Regions from separate parts of the Mus musculus genome. Here regions 1, 2, 3, 4 and 5 are each linked to region 6. The links are chromatin contacts, called in public HiChIP or PLAC-seq and promoter capture Hi-C maps. All regions are on one chromosome and are shown on one strand. Each heading gives the region's core, a stretch centred on a gene start, on an enhancer-like site or on the middle of the called end of the contact. The rest is flanking DNA. Distances are from core to core; before and after follow the strand shown.

Region 1 (3,085 bases), core at 100-2,599, 690 kb after region 6:
GAGCCAGGGGTGCTGAGGACCCCACAGCACACCCCAGGATGAAGGGTAAGGTTGTCCCACCAGAAACTGGAACAAAGACTTTCTGATTGGCTGACACTGGGGGAAAGAGATCATTTGAGCCTCTGCTCCTCTGTATCTGGCAAAACAAAGTTAAGAGTCCTATTCTCTGACCTTCAGGAGTCCCTAGGAAAGCTTAAACCTTCAGGAACACAGGCCCCTACCAGGCCAGGAAGCTCCAAGGCCTGAGCCCCAGATTAACCTCTGTTTCTACAACTGGCCTCCCTGAAGACTGACTGCCCCGAGACAGCTTGGGGAATCCAAAGGTCAGGCAGGCGGTAGGTAGGGTGTACAAAGGGCTCCTCAGCAACAAGGTGCCAGGCAGAGATTTCAACACATCAAGAAGCGATCCTCAACATCTCCTGGCTCCTCCTTCCTAAGTGGCTCTAGCAAAAATCTTGAGTCACTCCAGGCTCATGGAATTCAGCAAACCCTACCTTTCTGTGGGCCCACTACCAAGGGAAATGAGGGTAATGTTTCACGGAGCCCCATTGCTGCTGCATTCAATCCCCGCCCCCCTTGGCAGTTGGTGTCCAGCAGTTCTCTCTGGACAGCCTCAGTCTGGCACTTTGCATCCTATGTACACATCCCTGGACAGCCTCGGTGGCAGTCTGCATCCAACAAACATCTCCTACAGCCCTGGTCCAGCAGTCTGCATCCATACACATCTCTGTATCTGTCTGGCAGTCTGCAATCTCTGTAGAGCCCATATCTCACAGCAGTTTATCCTCTACCCCCAGCTCTCCAGGCAGACATTCTCCAGGTACCTGGGTGGTCAAAATTGTACTGTCCCTTCAAAGCCTTGGCCTTCTGCTCGGCCGTCAGAACCTTGTAGAAGCAGTCCTGGCTCAGGATGACCAACTTGCGCTGCCGGCGGTCCACTTCGTTCTGTCCCAGCAGCTCCATGATCTTCTCACACACTGTTGACTGGGGACAGAAGGTGCCAAAAGTGAGCTTGTGCACTGAGTGACCCGCCAGCCCCTGGGGACGACCCCCTTAGCTGCTAGCAACAGGTGCCGCGGTTGGGCCAGAGGCAATGGCGCCCCAACCAGCGGCCTGGCAATCCCTCCGCGAGGCCCAGGCGCAGGGCGCTCACCTTGCCACTAGCGGTGCCGCCGCTCACGCCGATGAGGAACGGCCGCGGCTGGGGACGATCGGCCTCGGGCGCGGCGCTCTCCGAGCCGCCGCCTCCCGCCGAAGCCATATCCGGAGCGACGGACATACATTCACCGACTCTGCCCGCTCCCGCCTGGACGTAGTGACGGATGCTGTGCGCATCGCTTCCGGGGACATGAGCGCATGCGCGCATGAGGCGCGGCACTCAAGGCCGTGTCCCTGAAGAGCCTCAGTGACTCCAGAATGACCCCTTTACCTGGAGGCGGGGCCTGGATGGGGCTCCACCTCCCGACGAGACGCACACTCAAGTGCTGGACTAGACCAAGGTCTCCAGCCCACTGACCCCTATTTCCCTAGCACAGCCGAGATCCTGTCACCCACAGGGTTAGGACCGTCCCTGCCTTATGCTTAACCCCATCAGTGCCTCCTGCCACGTGAGAACGTGTCATCCTGAGACACTTAGGAAGACCTCCCTCTCCCTGGCGCATTATTTAAGTATCTATGAATCTGTTAAAATCTCTTGATTTTTAGACAGATTCTTACCGCATAGCCCTTGCTGTCTGGTACTCTGAAGCCCAGGCTGGCCCCAAACATTCTCCTGCCTCAGCCTTCTGAGGGTGGGAGTAACAAGCATGTACCACCATGCCTGGCTTTTTAAAAAAAGGAAATATTTATAATAATTTTATTTATATGTGCTTGTGTGTGTGTTATGGGTCTGTGCACATGACTGAAGTGCCTGGGGAGTGTCAGATCCCCATAAGGCTGTAGTTACAGGCAGTTGTGAGCTGCCCATTTTAAATGCTGGGAACTGAACTCTGGTCCTATGCAAGAGCAGTACACTTTTTTTTTTTTCCACTTTACTTTATATGTATGGCTGTTTTACGTGCCCGTGTTTTTGTACCACATGCTTGGAGTTCCCACAGCGACCAGAAGAGGGAGTCGGTTCCCTCTGGTAGTGAACTTTCTAACAGTTAAAAGCTACCAGTAGGTACTGGGAATTGAAACTAGGCTTCTGGAAGAGCAGTCACTCCAACTCTCACTCCAACTCCAACAACCTGGCTTTTAAATTCTGTTGTTGTTGTTGTTGTTGTTTTGCTTTCTTTATGACAAATGTCTCATTGCGTAGCCCAAGCTGGCCTAGAACTTGCAAAGGAGATACGAATGGCTCTGAACTCACAGTGAGAGACCTCCTGCTTCTGCCTCCTGAGTACTAAGAATAAAGGCGTGCGCCATCATGCCTGGTCTTCAATTCTTCCTGTGAGCATTGATTGCTCCTGACGTTCATTTGCTATGAATACTTAGGGGGTTGAGAAATGGGGTGGAGCACTTACCTGGACGCTGCTGGACTCTCCAGTCTTGCTGCCTGCCTCGAGCAGAGGTGCTGCCAGTCCACCAGCCCAACTGCTTTTATGTCAGCACAGACTTGAAGCACTTGGTTGAGGCCTTAAGACAACCATGGAGTGGCCAGAGCTCCTGAAAGACCCAGCCTCATCCAGGCCTGTTTTAATTTGTACCAGACTTTTCTATCATAAGTCTCTAGATGGCCTGGGCCAGAGTGGGAGCCTGGAAGGAAAGACTGAGAGAAAAGGATTGCTCGTTTTGAAGGAACAGCTTCAGACAGGCTTGTGAGAGTCAGGCGATGAACATGAGACTCAGGACTGCAAGGAACAGCCATGCCACCCAGATGCCACCTAGCTGTCCCTCGAGCCTCTCTAGGCATGGATGTTAGAACTCAGCTTTCCCTCGGGATTCAGTCCAGGATCTCAGCCCGTTAGATGGTGGGCCATCCAGGGCTGGCCTTCTTTTTGTCTTGGTTAAACTTTACCAGAAACACCTTCATAGAGACATTGTCTTTGGGTTTTACTGCTGTAAAAAAACACCATGAAAACTCTTCTATTTTATTTTATTTTAT
Region 2 (3,179 bases), core at 21-2,520, 660 kb after region 6:
GAGAAATCCCAGTCCCCCAGGCATAAGCCTCTTGCTACAGAACAGGCAAGGGTCTGGGTAGTAGCATCCACTAGCTTTTAAAGCCACATACATACCTCAGGTTTCCAGCAAGCAACACAATTTCCTCCTGAAGCTGAGTGCCCACGAGCTGTCCTGAAGCACCAGCATGACTTACATGATCAGACTAAACTTGGAACCCAAAGAGCTCGCTCTCCAATCTTCTGGCGCCCTTTCTTTGCAGGAACTTGGGTAGACTATGCTTAAACGATGAACAAACAATTCCGTGCACTCTTGACTAATGTATTTTATATGTATCTGTGGTAACTTGACTGCCTGGTGCCAGATTCTCTGGAATTGCGGTTCCAGATGATTCTGAGCTGTCATGTGGATGCTGGAAATGGAATCAAGGACCTCTTTTTTTGTTTTTGTTTGTTTTGTTTTCGAGACAGGGTTTCTCTGTATATCTGTAGACCAGGCTGGCCTCGAACTCAGAAATCCGCCTGCTCTACAGCGTGAGTTCCAGGACAGCCAGGGCTATACAGAGAAACCCTGTCTCGAAAAAAAAAAAGAAGAAGAAGAAGAAGAAAATCCCTAAGGACCTCTTTAAGAGCATCCAGTGCTCCTAACCACTGAGCGATCGCCCAGCCCCATTGCTACAATCTTAAACCGGATGTCACCCAATGCTAAGCTAACTTGTAAAAACTGAATTTTGGCAAAACATCTGGAGTCGGTTCGGGCTTGGCTTGCCATCTGAGCGTGATTGTAATACCCACCCACCTAAAAAGGCATGATTGTAATACCTGCGCTGGGGAAGCAAAGGCAGTAGTTCAAAGCCATCATCCTCTACATAGCGAGCCTGAGACCTTGGGGAGGAGGAGGGACAGACAGCTTGTAGGCATTCCAGTGTGGGAAGAGTTGAGAAAAAGCGATCCACCACTCACACAGCTCCAGGAGGTACAACGCACCCGAGGCTTCAAAGCTCTTACTCCTGCCCGTAAGCTAACGCGCTGCTTAACGAAACCGCTAAAGTAGACGCGAGGCCCGAAACGGAGAGCTCCGAGCACGTGAACAGCTTGTGGAAACACACTGTGCTTTATTAAAAAGGGGAAAGGGAGCCCTAAGGATAGGACAGTCAGTATGCCCAACTTTGATGGCCGGTGAGCACGCCGCGCATGCGCGCCACTACCTCGCGCTCCGGCTGCGCACGCGCGTCTCAGAGTCTGTCGGCCGCGTAGACACAACTAGTTGAGCGTCGATCCGTGGCCGCTGCAGAGTAATCGAGCGGCCTCGCCCCCAACGGTCGATCCTGCCTGGCGGTTCGCAGGCCTGGCTCCACATGGGGAGCCACTCTACGGGACTCGAAGAAACGCTCGTAGGTTTTGGAGTGCCAGATTTGAGAGCCCTCCTGGGGTCTGGGATCCGGCTTAGGGGCGGCGCGCTAGGGACGGTGGATGTTCGGATCCTGGCTGAGCAAGTCGTTTCCAGGGCGGCCTCTTGTAAAAGCCAGAGTGGGAAGAACTGTAGAGAAAGAACGGGCTCGGGGCACAAGCAACTCTAGGAGGAGAGGAATGCCTCCAGAAGAGGGAAAAGTCCATCCAGGTCACTGGGCTATGACAGTGCCCAGAGCTCCTCAGGGTCTTAGTTTTCAACCACATTGGGAAGGGACAGGAGAGGCCACTTCATTCATTAGCAGCCTTGTTCCTAGCAAGTGCCCAGCAGGTGTTTTTGGAATGACTTGTAGAAATGAGTATCCAGTTCTGAGATTCCTGAATTCACCCCTCAGATGTTTTTATGTATACCCTGTGCTTGAACACAACTGTAATTCTCCAACAGGTATGTTCTGGAAGAGTCCTTCTGGTTCTATTAACCCAACCCGCTATGCTGTAAATTCATCGTGACGCCAGGCGGCTTTAGGACCCTGTGGCCTCGTTTGTGCCTTCCCGGGCTGCTGTCCGTTTACTTTAATGGTAGTTCTTTCCCTCTTTTCCAGGGAGTCCTCCCGAGCTGGCTTTTCTGCAAAATGTTAAGATTTTTGAAACGGCCTCTAGTGGTGACTGTTGACATCAATTTGAACTTGGTAGCTCTGACTGGCCTGGGACTACTTACCCGACTATGGCAACTCTCCTACCCTCGGGCTGTGGTGTAAGTAGAGATCGGGGAGGAGAGTCAATGATCCAAGAGTCATTGTAATTAGTGACAGGAATCACCTTGCCGTACAGTGCAAAAGAGAGACATTCTGGGTTTCTTGGATCTCTTGGTGATGGATGTTTTAGCAGTGTATTGCTCAGGGTTCTCTAGAGTAACAACTTAAGAAGAACACTATGTTTGCATGTGTGTATATGTAAATAAATATAATATAGTATACATATATACATATGATTTATTGGAATGACGACTTACTGGCTGCAGTCCAGCTAATCCAACAATCGCTGACTGTGAATGGAAAAGTCCAGGACTCCAGTAGTTTTCTGCTCAGTCCACATGGCTGGGTGTCTCAGCTGGTCTTCAGTATACTCTGGCTTCCCAAAGAAGTGGGCTCTAGTGCCAAGGAAGGAATGGTCTTGCTAGCAAGGCGAGGGCAAGCAGGCTCAGAGGAAAACTTCCTACTTCTGTGTCTTTAAATAGATTTTCAGCAGGTGTGGTGCAAATTAAAGGTGTGTCTTCCCACCTCAAAATCTGGATTAAACTAGTGTTCCTTCCTGCCTTAAAGGTCCAGACGAGAAGTGGATCCATCCATTTTAAGCAAAAGATCTCTCATAGATGTACACTTAACTTCTGGATTGTAGATCATTCCAAATGTAGTCAAGGTGACAACCAGAAATAGTCATCGCAAGCAGTGTGGGTATGGCCCATTTGTCCCCCAGAACAACCACTAGAATACATACATTTTAGGGCTTACCTTATAGGACTATAGTAAGAAAGTTTTGGTCTGTCAGTTTCCAGCCTCACTTTTCCTTAGCCAGTTGAAAGGTGTCGGTTTGATGAATTTGTTCGTAAGGGGAACTATGCTGTTGTTATTGAGAGGGTATGTATATTAGCTAATACAGGCATTCTCTTCTACTTTGTTTTTTTTTTAAATACTTTAAGTTTTTTTTTTTAGATTTATTTATTATTATATATAAGTACACAGTAGCTGTCTTCAGATGCACCAGAAGAGGTCATCAGATCTCATTACAGAT
Region 3 (2,963 bases), core at 443-2,942, 740 kb before region 6:
AAAGAACCTATGCAGCCTGCTGTAACAGATGCCCAGTGTGGCTTATCTTCCCACCTCTAGGGCCAGAGCAAAACCTGCAGGACAGCTCAGAGCAGAGAAATCACCTGCCCTTAGCTCTGGGCATTGCCAGTGTATTCTCTACATGGTAGAAGGATTGATCTGGAAGATGTGGGAGTAGAGGCGCTAAGAGCCCCCAGAAAGACACCCACAGGAAAAGAACAAGGGAAGTCACCCCAAAGACCGGAGGAAAAGCAGTGGCTGGGCCTGGCTGCCTAGTCCTCCTCACCCCACCCCCATCCTCAGGATGCTGCTGACCTTCGAAATTGAGGTTGGCCCCACTCTGCAGAAGGACAGCAGCTGCCCGGGTCAGGCCCAGCTCAGCCATCTTCAGCAACGCATTGCTCACGCCTTCCTGGTAGAATGGAGAGTGAGCCTTCTGCTCCAGCAGCTCCGTGAGGACCAGGATCCGGCTCTCCTCGCTGGAAGCAGAACTGTGCACCAAGAGGCAGAACAGAGAAAGTGGGAACTCACGGGGGCCAGTGGCCCTAGCCTGTGTGCCCTTTCACAAGCATCCACACAAGCTGCGCATGCTCTGTGGGGCACAACTCTTTCTTGGTCAAAAGCATTAAGTGATTTCAAAGCCATCCTTCAGCATGCTGTCAAAGTGCTGGCTCTGCCCCATCTTCTCTCACACCACCTTGAGGGTAGCCCTAAAGCTCTCACCCTTCCTAGACAAAACTACCTACTAAGTGCATCTTGGGCCTGGACGCTGTTCCATATGTTACCCCAGCTCTGACAACGGCCCAAACACCACCTTCAGAGTCACCTGGCCACGACGCGCCTTACTTGCTCTTCGCCCTAATCTCACCCACCAGACCTCTTGCAACAGGTGGGCCCTAAGATCTGACCAACGCCCGGACACAAAACGCTTATCTGGGGCAGCCCTCCTAAATATGCTGGGCTCCGCCAAAGGAGGGCAGTAGCGCCTTGTTGTGCAGCCCTGCGGCCCCGCCTCCGAGTTCTTAAAAACGCCTGGCACTGCATTTACAGAGTAGGCCGCAGAGGAAAGGGCTGATGTGGTTTAGAAAAGACATCCTTGGTGAGACTGCTAGCTCCTCTGCCCCACCCTACTCTGCATCTCAGACCGCGATGCCGGTCTGGGTGCTCGCTTGTCTCTGTAGCACAAGCACTCCGAAGGCGTAGCGCTCCGAGTACCCAAGGAGGTCTGCACAGGGCACACGGACCACACCGGCTTGCTTCCCCAGAGGCTCTCGGAGAGGCCTGCTGTCTGCCGAAAGTCCGGTCGGCCCCAGCCAGGACGTCTCCAGCATCCATGCACAGGCAGCAGAGGCCCGGGTCTTCTGCCCTACAAGACACTCCGAGCCCGCCTCAGGCTGGAGCTCGAGCTCGCGGCCACGCAGCTCCCACTCCCGCTGCGACAACCACAGAGGACCGCAGCGACTTACTCATCCAGGGGCTCCTGCCGCTCCAGATCCTGGATGCCCAGGGCGCCAAGGATGGCGTCCACTAGGGGCTGGTACTCAAAGATGATCCTGCGGAAGCCGTGCAAGAACGGCATGGCGTCGGCCGCGTGTTCCGACACCCACAGGCCACCACCTCCCGATCTACCGGTTCAGACCCCGCGCCGGTGAGCAATCCTCCCAGGCCCCAGTTCCGCACCGGAAGTTATCCTACCACTCCTACTTCCGGTCCGTGCGGGCCTTTGAGGGAGCATGTGAGTCACACTGCCCCCTGCCGCCGGGGAGGACCTCGCGGCGATCATCACTGTCCGGCTCCGCCCCGCACTGAAATTCCCCGCGAGGCCGCTGAAGGGCGTCTGAGCTCCGACGGGGCATGCGGCCCCGCTACTGACTGGCTCCAATCCGAGGTGACACAGGCCCTATTCGGAGCCTGAACACTACTTTCTGCAGCCTACTTGACTTTGGCCACTCTCTAAGGAAAGGCTGCAACCACCTCAGTTTCTCCACTGTGTAGACCAAGTGGCGTAATGAGGATCTTGCACCCCAACTCTTCCCCACAGACGCTGGGGGCAGTTCCTTATTCTCTGTCCCTTGACGCCTAGCCAAACAGGCTGCCCACTTTTCCCACTTTTCACTGGAGGGACTCTGTGAACCTTCATGTCCTGATCTGGAAAATTGGCATAATATCACTTGCCTAGACCCTGAGCAGGAGGAAGCTTTGACATAGCAGAAAGGACTGTACCAGGTAGCGTCCCCCTACGCAAATTTGAGTGGCTGCAACTTTGAGTCCTGCGGCAAGGCCCTGATGACTCTAAAAAGGTCAGTTATGGGGAGGTGTCAATGGTCCTGAGGCTGCACCATCATAGGTGTAGCTCCAATCCCTTATGGGGGCTTGTGTTCTCTCTGCTTGGCACCTGCCATCTGCCATAGAGTTACTGGCTTGGAACAAAATTTCTTCTTTGTTTTAACCAAGAGCCTTCCTGCCTCCACTTCTCAAGTGTTGGGATGCTAGGCTTGGTTCCAGGATAGCCCAGGACACCAAACCCAGTGGCCAAGGATCTTACACAGAATGGGTACACAGCTCCTCTCATGACCTATTTCAGCTCTATGGGACTCTGCACCCAACAGAGTAAACACCAGGTTGGTCATTGTTTATTGGGTTGTTAAGGGAATAATGGGGAAAAAATCTGTACAGGGGCTGGAGAGATGGCTCAGCAATTAGGAATACTGGCTGCTCTTGCAAAGGACCTAGGTTCTGTTCTTAGCCTGCCAGGACTACATAGTGAGGCTCTATCTCCAAGAGGGGGGAGGAGTCGGGTGGAGGGTGGCAGGTTACTGGAGAGATCTTGATCAGCCCAGGTTCAGCTCCCAACACCCTCATAGTGGCTCACAGCCACCCATAACTCTAGGCCAAGGGGATCTGGTGCCCTCTTCTGGACGCTGTGGGCACAGGCACAAAAGTGATGCACATATGGCCATGCA
Region 4 (3,066 bases), core at 510-3,009, 580 kb after region 6:
CATTGAAGCGACAAAGTCTACAACTGAGTTACATCACCAACTATTTCTTTTTAATTAAGATTGATTGATTGATTGATTGATTTATTTATTTTACACCAGAACAGGGCAGACCCCATTACAGCTGGTTGTGAGCCACCATGTGGTTGCTGGGATTTGAACTCAGGACCTCTGGGAGAGCAGTCAGTGCTCTTAACCACTGAGGAGCCATCTCTCCAGCCATATATATGTTCTTGTTTCTTGAATGTTATTTTTAATTGCTAGGATATCTGGAATAGATAAGGAGAACCTAGCACTGCACAGTAACCTCGAAGGGAGCCAGTCTCTCTCCCAGGCCTTTTGTTCTGCATTCACACGAATACACACCCAAGTGGGGTGGTTTATGTCATGTTTTAAAAAGGGTGAAGTGGCCGGGCAGTGGTGGTGCAAGCCTTTAATTCCAGCACTTGGGAGACAGAGGCAGGCAGATTTCTGAGTTTGAGGGCAGCCTGGTCTACAGAGTGAGTTCCAGGACAGCCAGGGATACACAGAGAAACCCTGTCTTGAAAAACAAAACAAAATAAAACAACAACAAAAAAAGGTGAAGTGTCTATACGGTGCACTTGTTATGGAAGGGAGACCTTGCTGTGGAATGGTGCAACGAACCACTTCTGCCGTACCACTTCTGCCGTACCACTTCTGCCGTACCACTTCTGCGTGTTTCCTGCATGTATCTTGCCACTGGGATCCCCCTCTCCCTCCACACATTCTAACAGGTCAGGACTGTCAGGCTGTCAGGTTTGTCTGTCAAGAGGCTCTAGAGCTCTGGGGGTGGTGGGAGCAGGATCCAAGTTCAGTCCCTCTTCTGAGCCCCCCTCCCTCTCAGGTCTGCATCCCCTGCCTTTTAGGGTGCTGAGTCCTCCCCATTCTCCCCACCCTTTTGCATTCTCACCCCAGAGCTCTCCCTGGGGTCCCCTCCCAGTCTATGTCTGCTTCTTTCAAGAGCCCCTCCCCCACCCATGGAGGAGGCCTTCTCCATGGGTGGGGGTGGTCTTCAACCAGATCCACTCTCCGTTGAGATTCCTCTTCACCAGGAGCCTCTCTCCATGAAGACCCCTCTGATTTGGGACCCCATCTCCATCCATGTATCTTGCTACTGGGATCCCCCTCTCCCCCCAGTTCCTTTACTTTTTCTCCATTTGAGCCGTCCTCTCCATTGCAGCCTCTTTGCACCAGGGCTTCCTCCTTCTCCTGGTTCCTTTCCACCTAGGCCCCTTCTCCATCAAAGTCCCTCTCCACCAAGGCCTCTTCTCCATCAAGGTCCCTCTCCACCAAGGCCTCTTCTCCATCAAGGTCTCTCTCCACCTAGGCCCCTTCTCCATCAAGGTCCCTCTCCACCTAGGCCCCTTCTTCATCAAGGTCTTTCCATTTGGGCCCCTTCTCCACCTCGGCCTCCTCTCCACGTAAGCCCCTTGTCCATCAAGGTCCCTCTCCACCGCGTCCCCTCTCCAGCCGAGCCTCCTCTCCATCTAGGTCCCTCTCTTCCGCAGCCCCTCTGCACCGCGGCCCAGCTCGCTCCCCGCGCTCTCCCTCCTCCTCTCCCCCGCCCTCCCTCCCGGGACAGGGGCGACGCAGCAGGGGGCGCTGCGCGGGCCACCGTGCGGGCGGCGGGCGGGGGCGGCGCGGAGGCGGAGGCGGCGGCGGCGGGGGGCGGGGAGCCGAGCGCGGGCGGGAGGCGGCGGCGAGCCACAGCGCCGAGGCTCCAGCGAGCGCCGAGGAGCGGGAGGAGGAGGAGGAGGCAGAGGCAGGAGCGCAGAGCGCCGAGCCCCGCGCCGCCGCCGCGCAATCCGCCGCCATCCGCCGCCCCCGCGCCCGGCCGCCGCCCGACCGCCATCGCCCGGGCCCGTCGCGCGCGGACGCAGACCAGGTGGGCCGGGGCCGGGGCCAGGGCAGAGGCCGGGGTTGCGCTTTGTCTCCGCGGCGGTGCGCTGCGGCGGGCGCGGGGCTGCGGCCTGGGCGGCCTGCTCGGCGCTCCCCAGCTCGCCATTGTTGTGTCTTCGCGGCCAGGGCGGGAGGACGGCGGGCCGAGCGGGGCTGGGCAAGGCTCGGGGTCGGGATCGAGCCCGAGGGCTCTCCTGCGCCCGGGGACGGCGGCCTTGTCGGCCGGGGTGGGGGACGCGGGACCCCGAGGCCGCCCGGAACCGCAGGCCGAGCGCCGCCCCGGCTCGGGTGGGTTCGGCTGAGGGAAGCGGGGTGGTGTTTTCACGGCACCCGGAGCCGCTGCTAAAAATGTTTAATGATAAACAGGATGTCGCTGCTCGGGGCCTGCCAGATTGATTTTTTTGTTTGTTTCTTTTTCTTCGTCTACCTTTTAAGAGAGAAATGCAGACCTATTGAGATAGATGGTGGGCCTCTCTGGAGAGGATCTGCCTGCATAAAAGTGGACGCTGCTGCTTTCCTTTCTTCTTTGTAAATATCGTGGGGGGATGAAGCCCACTGTTAGGCAAGAATAGGTGTCGCCCCCCTTCCCCAGGCAATGGTGAGCTTGAAGGAAGTGGGAGAAGGGGGGCGCCGATGCTCTCCGGAGTGTGTCATTTGCTAAATGGCTGCCTGGGAGAAACCTTTATAAAGCTGTCTTTTGCAGGGTAGTTAAATTTCACCTACGTTTTTTCTTTCCTGGAAAGGTTAGCGTGTATTTCGGTGTGTTGTCTGTTTGCGTTGTATATCTCACTTGGGTTTTCTGTCCGTCTGTCTGAAGCCTCAGCGCCCTTTCTCAGCAGTACAACCGCAGGGGCTTGCTTTGTATCGTAATGTCTGCACCGTCGTGGTGCAAGCTGGGACCTGAGGGGTACAGGCTGTGGAGTGGGATGCTTGCTGCCACCGAGGGACTACTCAGCCTTCACAGGCAGAGAGGCATGACTTGGCAAGCCGTCGGTGCTCTGTAGTTACTCTGTGCTGTCAACCTAGGACAGAAGGCTGGCCACTTGTGGTGTCATCCATGCTGGGGCATGCCACAGGTGCTGGTTTGAAGTGGCAGCGTTGGAGAAGGGATTCAAAACATTGGGTGATGTAGGACTGCTGGAAGTTCCA
Region 5 (2,711 bases), core at 180-2,679, 790 kb after region 6:
AAAAGAATTGCCAAGACCAGTGGGGCTAAGGGGTGTCCGCAGTGGCAGGACCTTTTTAGGGGCAGGTAAGAGCCATTAAAGAAAGTAACTGTGTCAGACGTGGTGGCAGAAGCCAGCGGGTTTCTGTGAATTCGAGGCCAGTCTGGTCTATAGTGAGTTTCCATATGTAGCCATTGCTACACAACACAATGAAACGGAAAAGGAAATCAGAGGCTTGGGAACTTGTTAAGTGGTTAACGTTTGTTCTTCTTCCAAAGGACCCAGGTTCAGCTCCCAGCACTCCCACAGGTGGCTCACAACCATCCACAAACTTCTTCCTAGGGGATCAGATGCCCTCTTTAGACCTCTGCAAGCACTAGGCACATACAAAGTACACACACATACATGCAGGCAAAACATTCATACACCTGAAATAAGAATACATATTTAAAAGACGGGGGTGAGAGGCGGGCGTGGTGGCGCACGCCTTTAATCCCAGCACTCGGGAGGCAGAGGCAGACGGATTTCTGAGTTCGAGGCCAGCCTGGTCTACAAAGTGAGTGCCAGGACAGCCAGGGCTATACAGAGAAACCCTGCCTCAAAAAACCAAAAACCAAAAAAAAAAAAAAAAAAACCAAAAAAAAAAAAAACCAAAAAAAAACAAAAAACAAAAAAAAACAAAAACAAAAAAACAAAAAACGGGGATGAGGAGAGATAGCTCAGTGGTTAAGAGCACTTGTTCTTGCAGAGGAGCTGGGTTCGATTCCTAGCACTCACAAGACAATTCACAAATGTTTCTAACTCTAGTTCCAGGATGTACAAGATATACACGATATACAGATACACATACGTTCAAAACACTCATACACATAAACTAAATCTTTTTTAAAAAAATGTAAAAAACAAAACTATTTTTTTAAAGCTGAATTCACCACACATACGCGCGCCCGCTTGCTCTTGTCCCAGCCCCACGCGGGCTCGGGATCTGGGGACAGTGGTGGCATTGGGGAGGTCAGTTGGGATCTGACCGACTGTCGGTCCCCTTTGCCCCTGCCAGATAAACAGACGGCCGTGGGAACTCAGAATCGCCCCTTCCCGATGCTGGGATCTGGGGACAGGAGCCTACGCTGCCCGGCGCCTCATAGCACCTGGGAGCCACCGCGGCTCTAGCGATTGCAGATTGGTCGCGGTCCCCGCGACGTGACCTGCGCGCGAGGCTTGTTCGCCCGCCGCGGCGTCCGCGCTGAGGCCTCCGCACCTCCAGAGGGCGCTCTGCGCGGGAGTGGCCAGCCGCTGGGCCTTCGGAGTGTCCCGGTCCGGTCACCGTCCCGAGCAGCCCGGGAGCTCCGGAGCCCGCCTTACGAGTCAGCTCGTGGCTTTCACGGTTTCGGTTTTCGTGGATTGCCGGGAGGTGAGGGGGAGCCAGTGTGGTGCCCGCCCCGGAAGCGACAGTGGAGGAGGGTTGGGCACCCCGGGAAGGGTGGACCGCAGGGATAGCGGCTACTTGCAGAGAGCCTACGGGCTTTGTGGACAGGCGAGGCCACAGGATTAGTTAAGTGGCGTTGGCTATATCTGCGAGGGAAGGGAGTGGAGGGATGAGGGACAACGGAGCGGGGTGGGGGTGTGCTGCGGCGGACGGAAGCGTTTCCCATCCAGGGTTCATGGATTTAAGTGACACAATTTAGGGAGAGGACAGCGGAATCCAAAACAGGGAAGTGTGCACGGGAAGCACCAGGAAGTGTAGAGTGACTGACAGGCAGGAGATGGGAGTGGAAAGGTGTGCTCCGATTAGAAGGTTGGACCGCCAGAGTTGAAGAGATGGGAGGGAAGATAAAGAACTGAAGGCGTGTCTGTGTGTGTATCCTGTTCTGGCAGCTGACCGGAAGAACTGGAAGCCCCGAAGCCCCGGGTATAAATGCAGCGTGCTCTTGGCGTGGGTGGGACTGTGTAGCGGTGAAGCTTAGCAGGCGTTATGCTGGGGTGGGTGTTTTGGGAGGGGAGAGAAGCTGGATCATCCCAAAGTGGTGATCTGACCCTACCCACCATACCCCCTTCAGCCACCATGTTCAACCCGCAACTCCAGCAGCAGCAACAGTTGCAGCAGCAGCAGCAACAGTTGCAGCAGCAGCTCCAGCAGCAGCAGCTCCAGCAGCAGCAACAGCAGATACTGCAGCTCCAACAGCTGCTGCAACAGTCCCCACCACAGGCCTCCTTGTCCATTCCTGTCAGCCGGTGAGTTTTCCACTTCCAGGAGCAGTCTGAGGTCTGACGGCTCAGACCCACATTTTGGAGCCTGGCTCCCAGTAGTTATTTTTTCCCCAGGGGCATCCTTGTTTGAGTATTAAATGTCATCAGTTTCTACCTTGGAGGGGATCCTCCATCTGCCATTGAGATGGAGAGAATGGAGGTGAGAGACCTCCGGGTAGATGGCTTTCCCAGGACCCCTCTGACACCCTACTCCCATCACACAGGGGCCTCCCCCAGCAGTCATCCCCGCAACAGCTTCTGAGTCTCCAGGGCCTCCACTCGACCTCCCTGCTCAATGGCCCCATGCTGCAAAGAGCTTTGCTCCTACAGCAGTTGCAAGGTATGGCAGTTCCCCGTGGCCCTCAGCTTCTTCCTAACCCATTCATTCTTACCAACACTCACAGCGGCCCTAACAGCATCCTTATAGATGAAGATACCAGGCTCCCAGGAGATGAAGTCCACAGGCTACTCTGCTAAGTACAGGG
Region 6 (2,869 bases), core at 283-2,782:
AAACTCTGTGCTACTTGTGCTTTCTTGAAAGCTTTAAATTATCCTCAATGTTTTAGTAAACAAATTAGACTGGGCTCCTGCCTGTAGGCCACTTGGGTGGTGGCAGCAACATTTCTGCACTCACTGTCTAAGATGCTTCCCCTGTCCTCATTGGACAAAATTCTTTACGTATTCATTGAACAGATACCAAGCGCCAACCAAATCAACAGGGGGTTTGTAATAAGTGTTAGATAAAGAGACCCTGGATAGAAGAACATCCCATTTCTACTCATCAGGGCCAGCCAGTTGGGAGTATGGAAGAGTGGACAGTGTTTCCTCAGAGGTTGGTAGGACAAACGTCAAGTAGGGCCAAGTCTGTCCTGAAGATTGAAACTCTGTGTTTGCTAAACTCAAGCATAGATGAAGTGAAAACTCTCCACCATCCAGAGTGCCAGCTTGGTCTCCCCTACGGGTTTGGAAATGATCTGTCTAAAGTGATCAACCTGTGCAGTTTGGCCAGCTTCTTTGATTTTGCCATAATCTAGGAATCATTCAGAGTCAGCGATATTCAACTTAGAATTAGTTTCCTAAGCATCTGCTATGTGCCAAACTCTAGGAATCCAAGAAAAAAAAAAAACGAGAGCCTCAGGGTTGATGAGGTGGCTCCGCGGTGTGGGTGTTTGCTGCCAGACCTGATAACCTGTTTGATTCCCGGGACCCATATGGTGGAAGTATATAACCAACTCTAGGGAGTTGTCCTCTGACTTTCACATGTATGTGGTGACACATTCTACACGCACACACTGAAACGAAGAATGGAAGGAAAGAATAGTAAATTGAGTTTCAAGTAGCTAGCTGCGGGTGACCTAGAACATGACCTTGAACTCCTGAACTTCCGTACAAACCCACTGCCCATACATATTGGCACAGTGGGGTGTAACTTTTTGTTCTGACGGAGGCAGGGGGTTCTGAAGTGAGACTCCCCCCTTTTCCTTCCCCTCAAGCATTCAAACATTCCTAAAGATCTCTTGCCTCAGCAGGCCCGGAAGCAATGATGGTCCCACGGTATTTCCTGTTACCCGGGTGAAAGAATGTGAAAGAGGACACCAGGCTTCTTTTGAGCAGTGTCATCAAACCGATCCTTGGCAAACTGATGGCCCATTCTGGAGCCTGGGACTCCCTGCAGCAAAGGCGGAGCCCTGCCGTACTAAGGGTCCTAGTACCAAGTAAGGTGCTCAATCTCAGTCAATGCAGCACACCACGACCCCACTTCGAGAGGGAGGGGGCTGCCAGTGCACCTCGACGGCTTGGGTAAGGTGTTGGAAGAGCCAAGTCCAAGTTTCTCCTCCGTCAGGTGGCAAAACCACACAGCGGGGGACTATAAGGCCGCACCTGCGCCGCGGTGGCGGTCCCACGCTTGCTAAAGGCCTGGGGCCCACGCCTTTGGAGGGCGGGGTCGCAACCTGGTCTTTTTGACGGACATCTGCCTGTGCCCAGGGCAGGCCCCCCTCGCGCCACGGCCACGCCCCCACTTCCGGCCGGACAGCGGTCACGTGCTTTGAGACCCCGCCTCACAGACGCTGCTTTCCCCCAACCTATCTCTCTCTCTCTCTCTCTCTCTCTCTCTGTCTCCCTCTGAGCTAGCAGTGCCTTCCCTTCGCTTCCCTTCCGCCGGAAGTGGGGCGACTTTCCCTTTCCGGCTACGGGTCCCGGAGCGGAGTGGGAGGCCGGACCGGGGGAGCCGAGCGACGGCGGTGGCGGTGGGCTTGGCTATGGCGGAGCTGGTGCAGGGGCAGAGCGCTCCGGTGGGCATGAAGGCTGAGGGCTTTGTGGATGCCCTGCACCGGGTCCGGCAGGTACGGGCGCGGGAGGCCGGGGGCGGGAGGCCGCTGCGCCGACGCCTCCGGTGGGCGCCTAGGGCCGCGAGTCGCGGGAGGCCCGGGCGGTTCCCTCGGGAGCTCCGGGGCCAGAGGAAGCTTTTGCCAAGCGCTCCTGGCGCCCGCGCGCCCGACTGCACCCAGCGGCCTGCTCTCCATGATTCAGATCCCAGCAGGTCCTGGTTGTAGACCCCAGGCATCCATCTCACGCCCTGGACGTGGCTTCTGCAGCTTTGGGAAACCTCGCCTTCCACTTAATGCATTTCAAGCATATTGGAAGAAATTCGAGGATATTTTATATTTGAAATTCTCTATTTTGCAGAGAGAAGGGGAGGTGTTAAGTGGGTGGTCCTCGAGAGTTCCTTCTGGCGATTAGTCTTAACTCTACTGGGAAGAGTGTGGGATGGACTCGTTCGGACCGTGAAACTACCATCTGGCAATATTGTGCGTTTTGTCAGTGAAACTGGCTTTTTAGAGGACTTAGGCTTCTCTGAATGAATATGGGACCTCTCTGGCTCCTGGCATGGTGCCTAGTACAAAATTGTCCTTGTATTTTGCCTGAAACTTAGTGACAAGTTACCCCGACGCTCAAACTTTCCTCTATCCAGTGATGTTTATCTTCTCTGACTTTGTCAACTCTCTGGTTCTTTGAAAGTCGGGCTGTGTAACTAATGACGGTTTGGTTCCTAGTAGAATACCTGCCACAGGACTCATTGTTGGGAGAGTTTGACCGGTCACGTGAAAATGGGGTCTTTTCATCACTTTCCAGTAGTCCTTCGAGGAAACCCTACCTGTCTCCCCTATACTTTGCATATTAATACTGATGGTTCTGTAGACATTGTTTTATAACCTACCACAAATGTTGGACTCACCCAAAAGTTTCTCTGGTGGGTTGTTACTGCCTAGTTGGAGCAGTGAGTATCCAATAGTGTGATGATACTTCAGTTACTCCATGATTGTAATGGATGACCTTGCGCCCAGCTCCGCATCCACCGCTCTGCTCATGGGCATGG

Evidence for each region. Promoter capture Hi-C pulls out the DNA fragments that hold promoters and counts their contacts. HiChIP or PLAC-seq counts read pairs in DNA pulled down with a chosen protein or histone mark.
Region 1: a contact with region 6 is called in an H3K4me3 HiChIP or PLAC-seq map of fetal liver, with 3 times the contacts expected there. The contact joins the promoter of Uck1 here to the promoter of Fubp3 in region 6. A contact is called at or near these places in 2 of 39 promoter capture datasets (liver and stem cell-derived epiblast-like cells), 1 of 115 datasets of contacts at active chromatin or transcription factors (fetal liver) and 1 of 9 other capture datasets (adipose tissue).
Region 2: a promoter capture Hi-C map of liver shows a contact between it and region 6, with 2.8 times the contacts expected there. The contact joins the promoter of Pomt1 here to the promoter of Fubp3 in region 6. A contact is called at or near these places in 3 of 39 promoter capture datasets (cranial neural crest and liver) and 1 of 9 other capture datasets (adipose tissue).
Region 3: a contact with region 6 is called in a promoter capture Hi-C map of liver, with 3 times the contacts expected there. The contact joins the promoter of Asb6 here to the promoter of Fubp3 in region 6. A contact is called at or near these places in 3 of 39 promoter capture datasets (the SN4741 cell line and liver).
Region 4: an H3K27ac HiChIP or PLAC-seq map of embryonic stem cells shows a contact between it and region 6, with 5 times the contacts expected there. The contact joins the promoter of Prrc2b here to the promoter of Fubp3 in region 6. A contact is called at or near these places in 1 of 39 promoter capture datasets (liver), 1 of 484 Hi-C or Micro-C datasets (embryonic stem cells) and 3 of 115 datasets of contacts at active chromatin or transcription factors (embryonic stem cells and pancreatic cancer cells).
Region 5: a contact with region 6 is called in a promoter capture Hi-C map of liver, with 4 times the contacts expected there. The contact joins the promoter of Ciz1 here to the promoter of Fubp3 in region 6. A contact is called at or near these places in 2 of 39 promoter capture datasets (both in liver) and 1 of 484 Hi-C or Micro-C datasets (muscle stem cells).

What each region holds. Positions count from the first base shown.
Region 1 is chr2:32,258,756-32,261,840 of GRCm38.p6, forward strand. Uck1 (uridine-cytidine kinase 1) reads right to left here and starts at 1,350. Exons shown (of 7, transcript NM_011675.2): 1 at 1,154-1,350; 2 at 825-984. The coding sequence starts at 1,279.
Region 2 is chr2:32,235,370-32,238,548 of GRCm38.p6, forward strand. It overlaps Pomt1 (protein-O-mannosyltransferase 1), which reads left to right and starts at 1,271. Exons shown (of 20, transcript NM_145145.2): 1 at 1,271-1,372; 2 at 1,991-2,142. The coding sequence starts at 1,337.
Region 3 is chr2:30,826,608-30,829,570 of GRCm38.p6, forward strand. It overlaps Asb6 (ankyrin repeat and SOCS box-containing 6), which reads right to left and starts at 1,693. Exons shown (of 6, transcript NM_133346.2): 1 at 1,467-1,693; 2 at 316-491. The coding sequence starts at 1,579.
Region 4 is chr2:32,149,389-32,152,454 of GRCm38.p6, forward strand. It overlaps Prrc2b (proline-rich coiled-coil 2B), which reads left to right and starts at 1,760. Exons shown (of 32, transcript NM_001159634.1): 1 at 1,760-1,903.
Region 5 is chr2:32,361,769-32,364,479 of GRCm38.p6, forward strand. It overlaps Ciz1 (CDKN1A interacting zinc finger protein 1), which reads left to right and starts at 1,430. Exons shown (of 17, transcript NM_028412.2): 1 at 1,430-1,530; 2 at 2,037-2,211; 3 at 2,451-2,566. The coding sequence starts at 2,042.
Region 6 is chr2:31,571,119-31,573,987 of GRCm38.p6, forward strand. It overlaps Fubp3 (far upstream element (FUSE) binding protein 3), which reads left to right and starts at 1,533. Exons shown (of 18, transcript NM_001033389.4): 1 at 1,533-1,835. The coding sequence starts at 1,752.